3 separate regions of the Mus musculus genome follow, and all the other regions are linked to region 3. The links are chromatin contacts, called in public HiChIP or PLAC-seq and capture Hi-C maps. All regions are on one chromosome and are shown on one strand. The core of a region is the stretch at or near the end of the contact, and the rest is flanking DNA. Distances in the headings are between cores, read along the strand shown. Region 1 has its middle 52 kb from the start of Gm40744. Region 2 has its middle 37 kb from the start of 5730420D15Rik. Region 3 overlaps Cradd (CASP2 and RIPK1 domain containing adaptor with death domain).

Region 1 (3,837 bases), core at 23-2,522, 250 kb after region 3:
AGAGTCACCCTTACAACATGTGTCCCAGTGGCCCCTAGGGATCACCCTTACAGCAGGTGTCCCATTGTCTACTAGGGTCACCCTTACAGTAAGTATCCCATTAGCCCCCAGGGTCACCCTTATAGCAGGTGTCCCATTGGCCTCTAGGATCACCCTTACAGTAAATATCCCATTAGCCCCTAGGGTCACCCTTACAGCAGGTGTCCCATTGGCCTCTAGGATCACCCTTACAGTGGGTGTCCCATTGGCCCCTAGGGCCACCCTTACAGTGGTTGTCCAGTTGGCCTCTAAGGTCACCCTTATAGTGGGGTGTCACCCTTTCAGTGGGTGTCCCATTGGCTCTTAGGGATTGGCCCATGGAACTTAGCTGGAACAGAGATGCTGCAGGCAAAGTGTCTGAGGTGATCTCAGGAAAGCATCAATCACCCTTTTACCCAGGAGATAAACTTTGAGAAAGGCTTGGACTACAGTGTTTATATCAAGGCTACCTCTACACCCGGGGGCAGGACACCCTGACAGACAGCCCGTTTACATCACTACTTGTTCTGTTTACTGTTTTAGTGTCCATTCTGGAATGCCCTTCCTATGCCTCCCTCTGCTTACCCATCTTCCTCACAGATCACCCCCTCCAGGCAGTCTTCCCAGACCACTCAAGACCTCACTTGCCTCCCACTTCTCCAAAAGCTCCGAAGAATCATCTTCCTTGCACTGATCTATGCACGTGACTCTCACGCCTCTTGTTCAGTTTGATGGCAGGCCTGGCACCACACCTGGCTGCCCTTGCTTATCCAACCTCATTTCCTAACCCACCGTAGAACCACAGTGGGTGCCTGCTGTCTCGTTAGCATAAGTTGGGACATGCAGTCTTTAAAAACTAAGTTGGGTAGTACAGTAGAATTGGTGGAAAAATTAAAAATAAGCTTCCTCTTGAATGAACGATGAGAGGTGAGCTTTGGGGACATCATTCTGTGCCTTTAAAAAAAAAAAAAGTATAAAATGCCCCGCACTTCGGAGGCAGAGGCAGGCAGATCTTTGAGTTTAAGGCCAGTCTGGTCTACAGAGTGAGTTCCAGGATGGCCAGGGCTACAGAGAAACCCTGTCTCAAAAGAACAAATCAAAACAAAAAGTACAAAAGAAAGGGAGAAATCAGATGCAGGTTGCAAGTTCCTGGTGACATCAGCTTTGGCAGGCCCTGATGGAAAGTGACCTTGCCAGAGCCCTGCTCCCCCATTCAGTTGGAACACTTTCCACTAACGGTATTAATCTGGCCTTCAGTCTGAGGCAGAGCTGCCTGGGCCAAGCCCTCCTGCTTCAGTCCAAGTGATGAATCAGCCCCATCTCCTAATGCCCTCAAGAATTAGAAGAATCGGCGGAGGAAGAGAGAGGCACAGGGCACCATGCACACCCTCAGATGGACAATAGAAATGACGGAGGCCAAGACCTTCGGTCTCTTTCCATCTCTGGGAAGCCTTTCCATTAAAAACATTTTCTTCTTCTGTTACATCCATGTTTTTTCTTTTTGGTTTCCTCTTGTCAGCCTCAGCCCAGAGGAAACTTCTCACTCCCCACCTCCAACCACGTACTAAACACCGTTTCCTTCCAAGGGCTTCTTCGTTATTTTTTTCTTCAACTTACAGCTAGATTGCTTGGCATCAACCGAGAAAGCCTAGTAACACTCTGGCGTTCCAAAAGCAGCCCAGAAGATCAGAAGTATCCGCCGCATCTACCTCCTGGACTCGGCACGATCAAACGCTACGCTCTCTGAGAAGACATTGGGAGTAGTAGAAATGTTAAGTTTGTTTTTTCTTTTTTCTTTCTTTTTTTTTTTTTTTAATTTTAAAAAACCTAAAAAGACACCTTAAAGGAAGCAAAAGACAGACACAGCCAAGAAGCAAGCAAATCTGATATTCTCTGAGCTGAAAAACAAGAGCCAAGGGAATTCTATTCTTAGCAGAGACTTAGCCAGCTCCATTCTCCAGGGGTGGGGTGGGTTGCAAAGAAGGCTACAGTGCCCTCTGTCTGGGACCTGTCAGCATGTAGCCTGGGGGCTTGGATTCATTCTCTCTCTCTCTCTCTCTCTCTCTCTCTCTCTCTCTCTCTCTCCCTCCCTCCCTCCCTCCCTCCCTCCCTCCCTGTCTCTCTCTCCCTCCCTCCCTGTCTCTCTCTCCCTCTCTCTGTTTTTTTTCTGTTCTCTCTCTATATATTCTTCTTTTTTTCTCTCTTCCAAATGGAGTTTATTTGTTTAACAGTCCTGGAACTCAATCCACAGACCAGGCTAGCCTTGAACTCACAGAGATCCACTTGCCTGTCTCTGTATTCCTCATGCTGGGACCAAAGGCGTATGCTACCACACCTGGCTTAGCTAAGGTTTTTCATTCATGGTTTTTTGTTAGTCATTGTACAACCTTTGCAATGTCTGATTATCTAAAAAGAACATGAGAGCAGGGAGCTCAGTTGACTTCACCACAGTTGTACAGTTTGGAAATGGCATCAGTAAAGATGCTAACTAACCCAGGTTCCCTTTTCTTAGCCTGTGTCTTTATAGTTCGTCTTTCCGTATCAGATTTATGTTGTTTCATGCTCAAAGGCTTTGACAGCCAGATCTGTCTAACACAGAGGTTGGTTCTCAAAGCTGAACACCATAGGCCTCCTAAAGATGTGTTCTACTATGTTTGGATACATGTCTCCCAAAGACTGGCATGCTAAAGGCTTAGTCCCCAGGCAGTGCTATCACTAGGAGATGGTGGGACCTCTAAGAGGCAAATTCTTCTAAAAGAAAGCTGGGCTTTTGTGGAATTGCCTTTAGCCAGCCTGGCACAAACAAAGATCTTCTAAAAAGAAGACAGCCTCACCTTTCTTTGGTTATCACACTATGGAAACAATGGTCCCCAAGGAATTGGATCCCTTGGAGCCTCTCACAAGATGAAGGAACAGGCTGAAGCATAGTGCCAGCCAGAGGAGGTTTCATATCATCCTGTTATCTTATCTACCACCTTGTAAGGGAGAAAGGACCAGAAACAATGAGTCTATAATGGGACTGTGACAGAGAGGATCACACCTCAGCCAGGGGCAGCTTAGTTATGCTGATCACTGTAAATGTAATTCTTAGGGGGTGTTCGACACCCCTTTTGCTCCCAGGTAACAACATGGCATTTCTATGCCCACTTTAACCCATTTTAGCTCCCAAATAAATGGCACAGAGACCTGTTAATTTTATTAATGGGCTGCAAGCCTTAGCTGGGCAGGTTCTGAGCTGTTCTAAACTGACTAGGCCACATGGGCTGTTACTTGCTATCTGGTCTTACCCTGGTTTACTCCAGTTCACATGTATCCTCAGGGCTGCTCTCTCATCATGATCTCATGGAGAATTCTCCTTCTCATTGAGTCATGTCGGGAACCCTCCTGGTCCCTTCATATAGTCTCTCCATCTCCTCATTCTCTCTACTCTTTCTTCCTTGGACCTCCTGACTGGGATCCGAAGTCCCGCCCTATTCTCTTCTGCCCAGCTAATTGGCTAATCAGCTTTTTAGTAACCCCTGATCAGAGGTGAAGAAAAACAATTTTTATATAACATTGAAATCAGAGAGCCTTAACCATGCCATTGTCTGGCTTGCAACCAGACATCTAAGCATCTGAACACACAGTGCACAACACCATTCCCCAGCAGATCATTTGCTCTCTTAACACTAAAGCTCTCATCCAGAGTTGGATGTCACCAGATCTCTTTATTTGTTCCTCTTCCCAGTGGGGCCATTGATTACAAGTCACTCTCTGTATGCCACTGCCCTATTGAGGGTGGGTACCTTCTCCTCTCTGGTTGCAGCAGCCCTGGCCCAG
Region 2 (3,771 bases), core at 371-2,870, 190 kb before region 3:
CTTAAACCTTCACTCAGCCATCAGGGACTCGAACTTCAGGATCTGCAAACAAGTCAGCTCTTTCTTTTATAGCTTGTCTCAGTCCTAGTGTTTTAGCCCAGCAGCAGAAAGGTAACCAATACAGGCAGTAATTCTATTCTTACACGATTATTTTAAAGAGTTAGTAAACCGGGCGTGGGGGCGCACGCCTTTAATCCCAGCACTCAGGAGGCAGAGGCAGGCAGATTTCTGAATTCGAGGCCAGCCTGGTCTACAGGGCTATCTCGAAGAACCAAAATAAATAAATAAGTAAAATAGTTAGTAATAAACACAGACAAGGGTCTGTAGTAGACAGCCCTTGCTTATCACAGTCCCAAGACCCCCAGTGCCATCTGAAGCTGCAGACTGTACCAAGCTTGATACCAACTATACTTGTTCTTCACTATCCATCCCTATGATAGCTTAATTTATAAGTTGGGCAAAATAAGGTATTAACTAAAAGAACTAGTAACACATAGAGTGAGTGTACTACCCTGTAATAAAAGTTATTTCAGACTTATGAATTGGTTACTTCTAGAATTTTCCATTTAATGTTTTCGGACTATGACTGATTCCATGGAACAAACGCACAGAAACTAAAACCATAGATAAAGGGGCAACTACAGTATATCCAAGGAAGGTCATTGCTATATTATTTACATGATGGAGAAATTGGAAATGAACTTGATTCTTTAAAAAAAAGGGAGACAGTCTACCATAAAATATTGTGTTAAATCCAATGTTGGTGAAGATAGTGTAATAATATAAAAAAGATTCCAGTGAAAAACATATCTAGAAAAGGGCCTGCGATTATAGATAAATATTTGCCCTGTGAATACATGAATGCGTATCACTTTATTTTTATTTATTTATTTATTTATTTTTGATTTTTCGAGACAGGGCTTCACTGTGAAGCCCTGGCTGTCCTGAAACTCACTCTGTAGACCAGGCTGGCCTCGAACTCAGAAATTCACCTGCCTCTGCCTCCCGAGTGCTGGGATTAAAGGCGTGTGCCACCATTCCCATCGAGTATCACTTTATAATCAGAAATAATTATTTTAAATGATCTGGAGAGATTACATGGCCTCACCCTCAACCCCTCCTCGGCTTCTCTATGGTCTGGTTCTTTCCGAACATGTTCAAGGGCCAGGGTATTCGTCTCTTAGGCTTTGGTGATTAAAAACTTCCAGCCTGTGGACCCCTTGAGAAAGCCTCTTTGCAGGAAGAGGGGAACGGTAAGGAGTATCATAGGAGCGCAGAACTTTGATCTGGGAATCATCAGTGTCAGCAAGAAGACCATGAAACATTACTGGACAGAAAGAAAAACCTCCTGCCCAATGTGCTTTCTCTCTTAATCATGAAAATCTCAAAACGGAGGCGTTTCCCCAGCCAGAATCACCAGATGATTATAATTTGGTGATTATACATTTTCCTAGGACTACAGTACATCTTCTGGCAATGTTGAGAAAGTGATTGTATCCTGACCAGGCTGGTTGAAGCATTTCTTTCCCCTCTACAGCCTGCCCAGAGGTAGCCCAGTATCCCAACACAAAGTCTCTCCTTCCTGCGAGGCCGGGCAGACTTCTGCAAGCAGGCTGTAAAAGGGGCGGGTTCTTACCCCCCACCCTAGCAGCCCTGTGACCTGTGCCTTGCTCACTCTACCCCTCAGTACTGTCTTTCCTGAGGCATTGGCTCTGCCACCATAAGAAAGCCACCAGTGTCTAGAAATCTTGGCATCTGATGGCCAGAGGTTGGGAAACCTCTTCTTGGCTCTGGATCTTATTATTATTACTTATAATGAAAAAATAGCCAGAGAAATAAAGATTAGCATTTTTTAAAAGTATCCTAGGTAGAGATGACACTTCTGGAATTATACAGAGGGGAAGAGGATAAAGACAACATGAAATCCTGAACGTGACCTTGAGTGTAGCTTACAAAGGACATTCTTAGTGGTAGCCGGATACATTTCTAGTATCAAGAAAGGGTTTTATACAAAGAACCTTTTGTTAATAATAGTTATTGACCATTTGGAGAGAGACAGAGACAGAGACAGAGACAGAGAGCATGCATGTTTTCTGAGAGGGTGGCTTAAGGGTCTCTAAAATTTTATAAGCATTTCCTTCTTTCTCTGTTTTGTTAAGCGCGAAGTTAGAAACATTTCTACCTCATTAGCCTCAATTCAAAGACTCATTTGGGACACCTGCTACTTAAGCCCAGTTTTCTATTTTTAAGACCGCAATCTTGGGCATTCTTGAAAAGCATCTGCTTGTTTATTTTAGTTCATTTTTAAGAAAGTAGCTCCTGGCCAATCTGTACTGCAGTGTCTGAAGAGATGTAACGAAACTAGATATAGAAGACTGACATGTGTTGTGTGTGTGGTATGTGGTGTATGTGTGGTGTGTGTGTGTGTGTGTGTGTGTGTGTGTGTGTGTGTGTGTGTGTGTGTGTAAAAGGGCAGTGGGTTGAAAGCCATATTCTGAATCAAGGGCAACACCTGTTAAGTGGAAACTGGTTAGCTATAAATAGAGTGTTAAACAGGTAGATCAGAACACAGTAATGGAAGCCTAGAGTCATCCCTACCTCTGAAGCAAGGAAACCTGTGCCACACTATGTAGGTCCTCCCTGTCGCAGGATTTTCCTTGTCCAATCATATTAGGGCAGCAGGAGGCCTGTGATTGGACAGGGAAAAGAGAGGCGGAGCTAAGAGTTGCAAAGACAGAGAATGTCTCAGCGAGAAAGGGAAGCCTGAGATAGAAGTGGACAGGAACCAGAGTGGCTTTAACCGCCACAGGTAGTTCTGATATCACAAGGTGAGAATAATTGGGATAAAGCTTTCGTCATTATCATTTGGCTCTGAAATTATTGTACTGGCATCTTGTAAATTGAGAATTTATTGATACATAAATCTGATTGGTTAATTATAAGCTTCACGAGTTTTGCTTCTACCTGGTAAATGGGTGTTGTGGTGGCTGACCATGGGGTGGACAGTTGTGGTGTGGGGTTGGTGTGACAGCAAAAGGAACTCGGGAGCTCTGGCCCCCGCCAGAGAGTTGGCAGGTAGAGACAGAGCCCATGGGACGGACTGCCATGGGGCCGAGAATTGCCAGCAAACTTGTGGGACTGTGCTGGGCCCTTTAAAAAAAAATATTTCCCGCAGCACCTCCCATACTGTGAATGTTGAAGAAAGTGTTACCATTTTTGGAAACTTCAAGAAAATGATTCAATCACCTGACTGGGATTCATGTGTGCTCACAGAGATTGGAGAGCTTATATGAGTCTGACCGAGGTCCTCTGCATGTGTGTTATGGTTGCATAGCCTGGTGTTCTTGTGGAAATCCTAACAAAGGGAACAGGGCTGTCTCTGAGTCGTCTGCCTACTTGTGGGACTCTTATCCTCCTACCGGATGGCCTCATCCATCCTTGATGTGAGAACATGTGCCTGGTCTTATCGTAGCTTGTTATGCCATGTTTGGTGGATGCCCCTGCTCGTCCTGCTCTTTTCTGAGGGGAGGTGAAGGGTGATGGATCTAGGGAAAAGGGGAAGTTGTGGGGAGAGCCCGATAGGAGGGGAGGGAGGAGAAACTGCAGTTGGAATGAAACATATCAGAGAAGAATAAATAAAAATGAAAAAAAAGAGTAAATGATTCCATTTTTGGATGTAGAACAAAAGCAAGAAGACATGGAATGATTAATAAATAGGATACACTAAACCCAACTGCATACTCTCAAGCAAACTTCCCCTGAGCTGGATTC
Region 3 (3,467 bases), core at 135-2,634:
CTTGAGGCCTGCGGTAAAGTTGGAAGAGGGGAAGTCCATATGAAACTGTCCTTTGTCTTTTCCTCCATACTCTATGCAGGAGTACCCAGAGCGGCTTCTGGGGAGGTAATTTTGTCCGCCTGAGGGTTTTACAATAGGTTCTGTTGTTCTTATGCGTAGGCAAAGACATGTCTTTTTGTTTAGAGGATTTTGAAATGTGTTCCTCCACCCAGAGCACCCAAGCCCAGGCTAAGCACAGAATCCTTTTATAACTACAGGTTATGATCTGATTCACTAGAAACAAGGGCCGGTGTTAAAAACAGAGCCTAAGGATCTTGAGCCCCTCTGTAAGGATTACCAAAAGAAACCAGTGAAATGTATCAAGGAAGGAAGCTACAGTCAAAACTGTATTTCTTCTTTAAAATTCTTAAGGCTCATAGGAAGCTTTGCATCTGATTCTCAGCTACCAAAAATAATTTGTGTGTGGAAGATGCCTCAGAAATGGAATATACTTAGGCGCCCACGGCTGACTGCTTTTCAGATGTGTGGTTATCAGTTGTAGCTTGAATTTAGAGAGTACGAGATGATGCAGACAGGGTTCCTGGGGGGTTAGTTTGTTACTTTCTGAGATAGTTATTTTCTGAGATTCTGATGAGAAGCCTGACAGAATGCCTTCAACCTCTGTGACTCCCAGGAAATGCTGTTAGCTTTATTCTGGTTTCATAGTTTTGGTCAAGGTAGATTCCAGAATAAAACAGACATTTTCTTCTTAGTAAAAAGGGGACGAGGCATCCTATTCCTAGGCTCGGAACTAAGGCAAGTCTTGCGCTTACCCTACTCTGTTGCATTCTCGGGTTATCAGATTTGCAAGTCGGAGTTGGGGAAAGTTTCTATCGGGACTCAAGCAACTCAGCCTCCAGTCCTTGCTAATACCAACAACCCGAAGGCAGTTTTCTACCACCTGGGAAAGAAAAAAAAATCTTTCTAAAAGATGGCACACGGCTTGCTTTCCTGTGCACTTTCAGCAGGTCTAGAGCTGCATCTGGCCGAGTCGGGTAATCCAATCTATTTTAACGCAAAGATTTTCCGAGAAGGCAGGAAACCAGCAAGGGGGAAGGCTTTCAGGCATCTGCTGTTTCGTTTCCAGATCCCTTGTGTTAATTTAATGTTTCTAGGGAACCCGGGGTTTTTTCTCGGAATCTCTTCTCTAGGAACTGGTGTGTGCCGCGATAAGGCTAAGACTAAGGGGGCTGCAGCCGGAGGCAGCGTCCCCGCTCCAGGGTGCAGACTTTCCCCGCCGCCACCGCCACCGCCACTGCCACCGCGAGGGTGACAGCACCCTTCGAAGAGTGAGTGTTTGCCTGTGTGCAATTAGGAAAGGCAACCCCGTGAAGCGATCGACATGCCCTCACCCCATCAAAACCAGGGCAACTCGACTCTGTTGAGGAAACAAACTCCATTCCATCCCAAGCCGGAGTGAAACGTGAGCTTTGCACAAACACTGGCACTGCTTCGGGAATACCGGGAAACTCGCCTTTCTTCCAGCGGCCTCCGCAGAGCTTTGCCCAGACAGCAGTACTAGCTTGCTGGGGGTTTTAGTGTGTGAGATGAGTTTTGGTTCCGTGCTTGCAGCCAGGTGTTAGCACTGGTGTGTGTTGGGCCCTATCAGCCCTATGACCAACAGCCGGCCTGGCCTCTCCAGCGTCTCCTCTCCCGCCATGGACCTGAAGCCTCACTCAAACCTCGCTTCTGCAAAGGCGTCCTGTAGACAAAAGCCTGCCCTTAAAAATTTTAAAGACTGTATGCTATTCCTGTTTAGACTCACGCAATGGGGATAATCCATGCTGCCCTGAAAATAGGGTTGAGAACTAAGATGGAGTGAGTTCACGTGGCCCTTTAATAGTAGAAACAGAACCGGAACTCCGATAAACCCAGCATTCTGTTACTGAGTTACAGAACTATTCTACAGAATCCTAGAGGTGGACCAGAGTGTTGTCCTCTTGTCATCCCCCCCCCCCCTATGACATTCTAGCAATCTGGCTGTTTCTGATTGCTGTGGTTGTGATTGCACACAATTCCATCGCTGGAAAACTCTAATGATTGCACTGTTGTTTCGAACACTAACTGGAATTCTCTGAGAAACTGTTCTTTAAACAATGAAAGGCTAAAATTACTCTTTTCCGCATATTTTTAATTGGTGTGGATGTATTTGAAAATCATGATAAAAATGAGCTTTCTATTGTGTTCACATTTAGGTTCCAGTCCAGGCTGTGTGTGCTATGAATTATTGGGAACAATCTTTGGTTTCTAGGTAGTGCTTTGAGGTTATGTAATGAAATGTTATATTGTAATATTTTAACATTTTAAATGATTTGACACTTAATATTTATTATTTTTTTTTATGTGCTTTGGTATTTGACCTGCATGTATGTCTGTGTGAAGGTGTCAGATCCCCTGGAATTGGAGTTATAGATACTTGTTAACTGCTATATGGATGCTGGGAATTGAACCTGTTTCCTCTGAAAAAACAGCCAGTGCTTTTAACAATGGAGCCATCTCTCCAGCTCTCCTCCTCCTATTATTATTATTATTATTATTATTATTACTATTACTAATGTGTGCTCCAGAGGACAACTTCTGAACAGTTGCTACCTTCTTTGATACAGGGTCTCTCATTGGCCTGGTGCTCATGGATTAGGCTAGCAAGCGCCAGGATACCTTGTCTCTGTCTCCCAGGAACGGCATTCCAAGCCTAGGCCACTGTCCTGACATTTTGTGTGGTTCTGAAGATCTGTTTCAGGGCTTCATGCTTATAAGCAGCAGTTCCCAACGTGTGGGTCCAGATCTCTTTGGGAGCCGAAAGGGCCTTTCACAGGGGTCACAGGTCAGATACCCTGAATGTTGCATATTTATATTACAATTCATAGCAGCTGCAAAACTACAGCTATGAAGTAGCAATGAAATAATCTTACAGTTGGGGGGAGGTCACCACAGCATGAGGAACTGTCTGAAAGGGTCGCAGCATTAGGGAGGTTGCGAGCCACTGTTTATAAGGCAAGCTCTCTATTGAGAGAGCAATCTTCCTGGTCATATCTTGATCTTTATAGTATCCAAAAAAAAATTATTTTTCTGTGTAACTGAGTTAAGTTGGAATCACTAAGTAAAGATAAGTGAGTTTAAGAAAGTCTTAAACTGTTTTCTTTACCCTCTGTATTAGTTTTCTATCTTGCATAACAAGTTCCCTCCCAGGTTACTTACTGGCTTTTAGCAATACACACTCTCTTCCACCTCTTGCTGTGAGGTAGAAATTGGGGCGGGAGGATGGCTCCTACGCTGTCTCTGCCCAGGGCTGGGGCGGGAGGATGGCTCCTACGCTGTCTCTACCCAGGGCTGGGGCAGGAGGATGGCTCCTACGCTGTCTCTGCCCAGGGCTGGGGCGGGAGGATGGCTCCTACGCTGTCTCTGCCCAGGGCTGGGGCGCGAGGATG

Evidence for each region. HiChIP or PLAC-seq counts read pairs in DNA pulled down with a chosen protein or histone mark. Capture Hi-C pulls out chosen DNA fragments and counts their contacts.
Region 1: a contact with region 3 is called in a capture Hi-C map of embryonic stem cells, with 2.6 times the contacts expected there. The contact joins two enhancer-like sites. A contact is called at or near these places in 1 of 484 Hi-C or Micro-C datasets (muscle stem cells), 9 of 115 datasets of contacts at active chromatin or transcription factors (acute myeloid leukemia, effector CD8 T cells, embryonic basal ganglia and 6 more) and 1 of 9 other capture datasets (embryonic stem cells).
Region 2: a contact with region 3 is called in an H3K27ac HiChIP or PLAC-seq map of embryonic stem cells, with 5 read pairs. The contact joins two enhancer-like sites. A contact is called at or near these places in 2 of 484 Hi-C or Micro-C datasets (embryonic fibroblasts and embryonic stem cells) and 8 of 115 datasets of contacts at active chromatin or transcription factors (the 230-238 cell line, bone marrow-derived macrophages, craniofacial prominence and 1 more).

Annotation. Positions count from the first base shown.
Region 1 is chr10:95,011,541-95,015,377 of GRCm38.p6, reverse strand. No RefSeq gene overlaps it. Among named protein-coding and RNA genes, the nearest start is that of Gm40744, 52 kb to the right of the region's middle. Within about 2 kb of position 1,272, at least 53 of the 459 cell types and tissues checked have an H3K27ac peak or open chromatin away from gene starts, as enhancers often do. A contact at or near this core is called in muscle stem cells, where this site is marked.
Region 2 is chr10:95,452,385-95,456,155 of GRCm38.p6, reverse strand. No RefSeq gene overlaps it. Among named protein-coding and RNA genes, the nearest start is that of 5730420D15Rik, 37 kb to the right of the region's middle. Within about 2 kb of position 1,620, at least 11 of the 459 cell types and tissues checked have an H3K27ac peak or open chromatin away from gene starts, as enhancers often do. A contact at or near this core is called in embryonic stem cells, where this site is marked.
Region 3 is chr10:95,262,753-95,266,219 of GRCm38.p6, reverse strand. All of the region lies in intron 2 of Cradd (CASP2 and RIPK1 domain containing adaptor with death domain), which reads left to right. Among named protein-coding and RNA genes, the nearest start is that of Cradd, 59 kb to the left of the region's middle. Within about 2 kb of position 1,384, at least 160 of the 459 cell types and tissues checked have an H3K27ac peak or open chromatin away from gene starts, as enhancers often do. A contact at or near this core is called in embryonic stem cells and muscle stem cells, where this site is marked.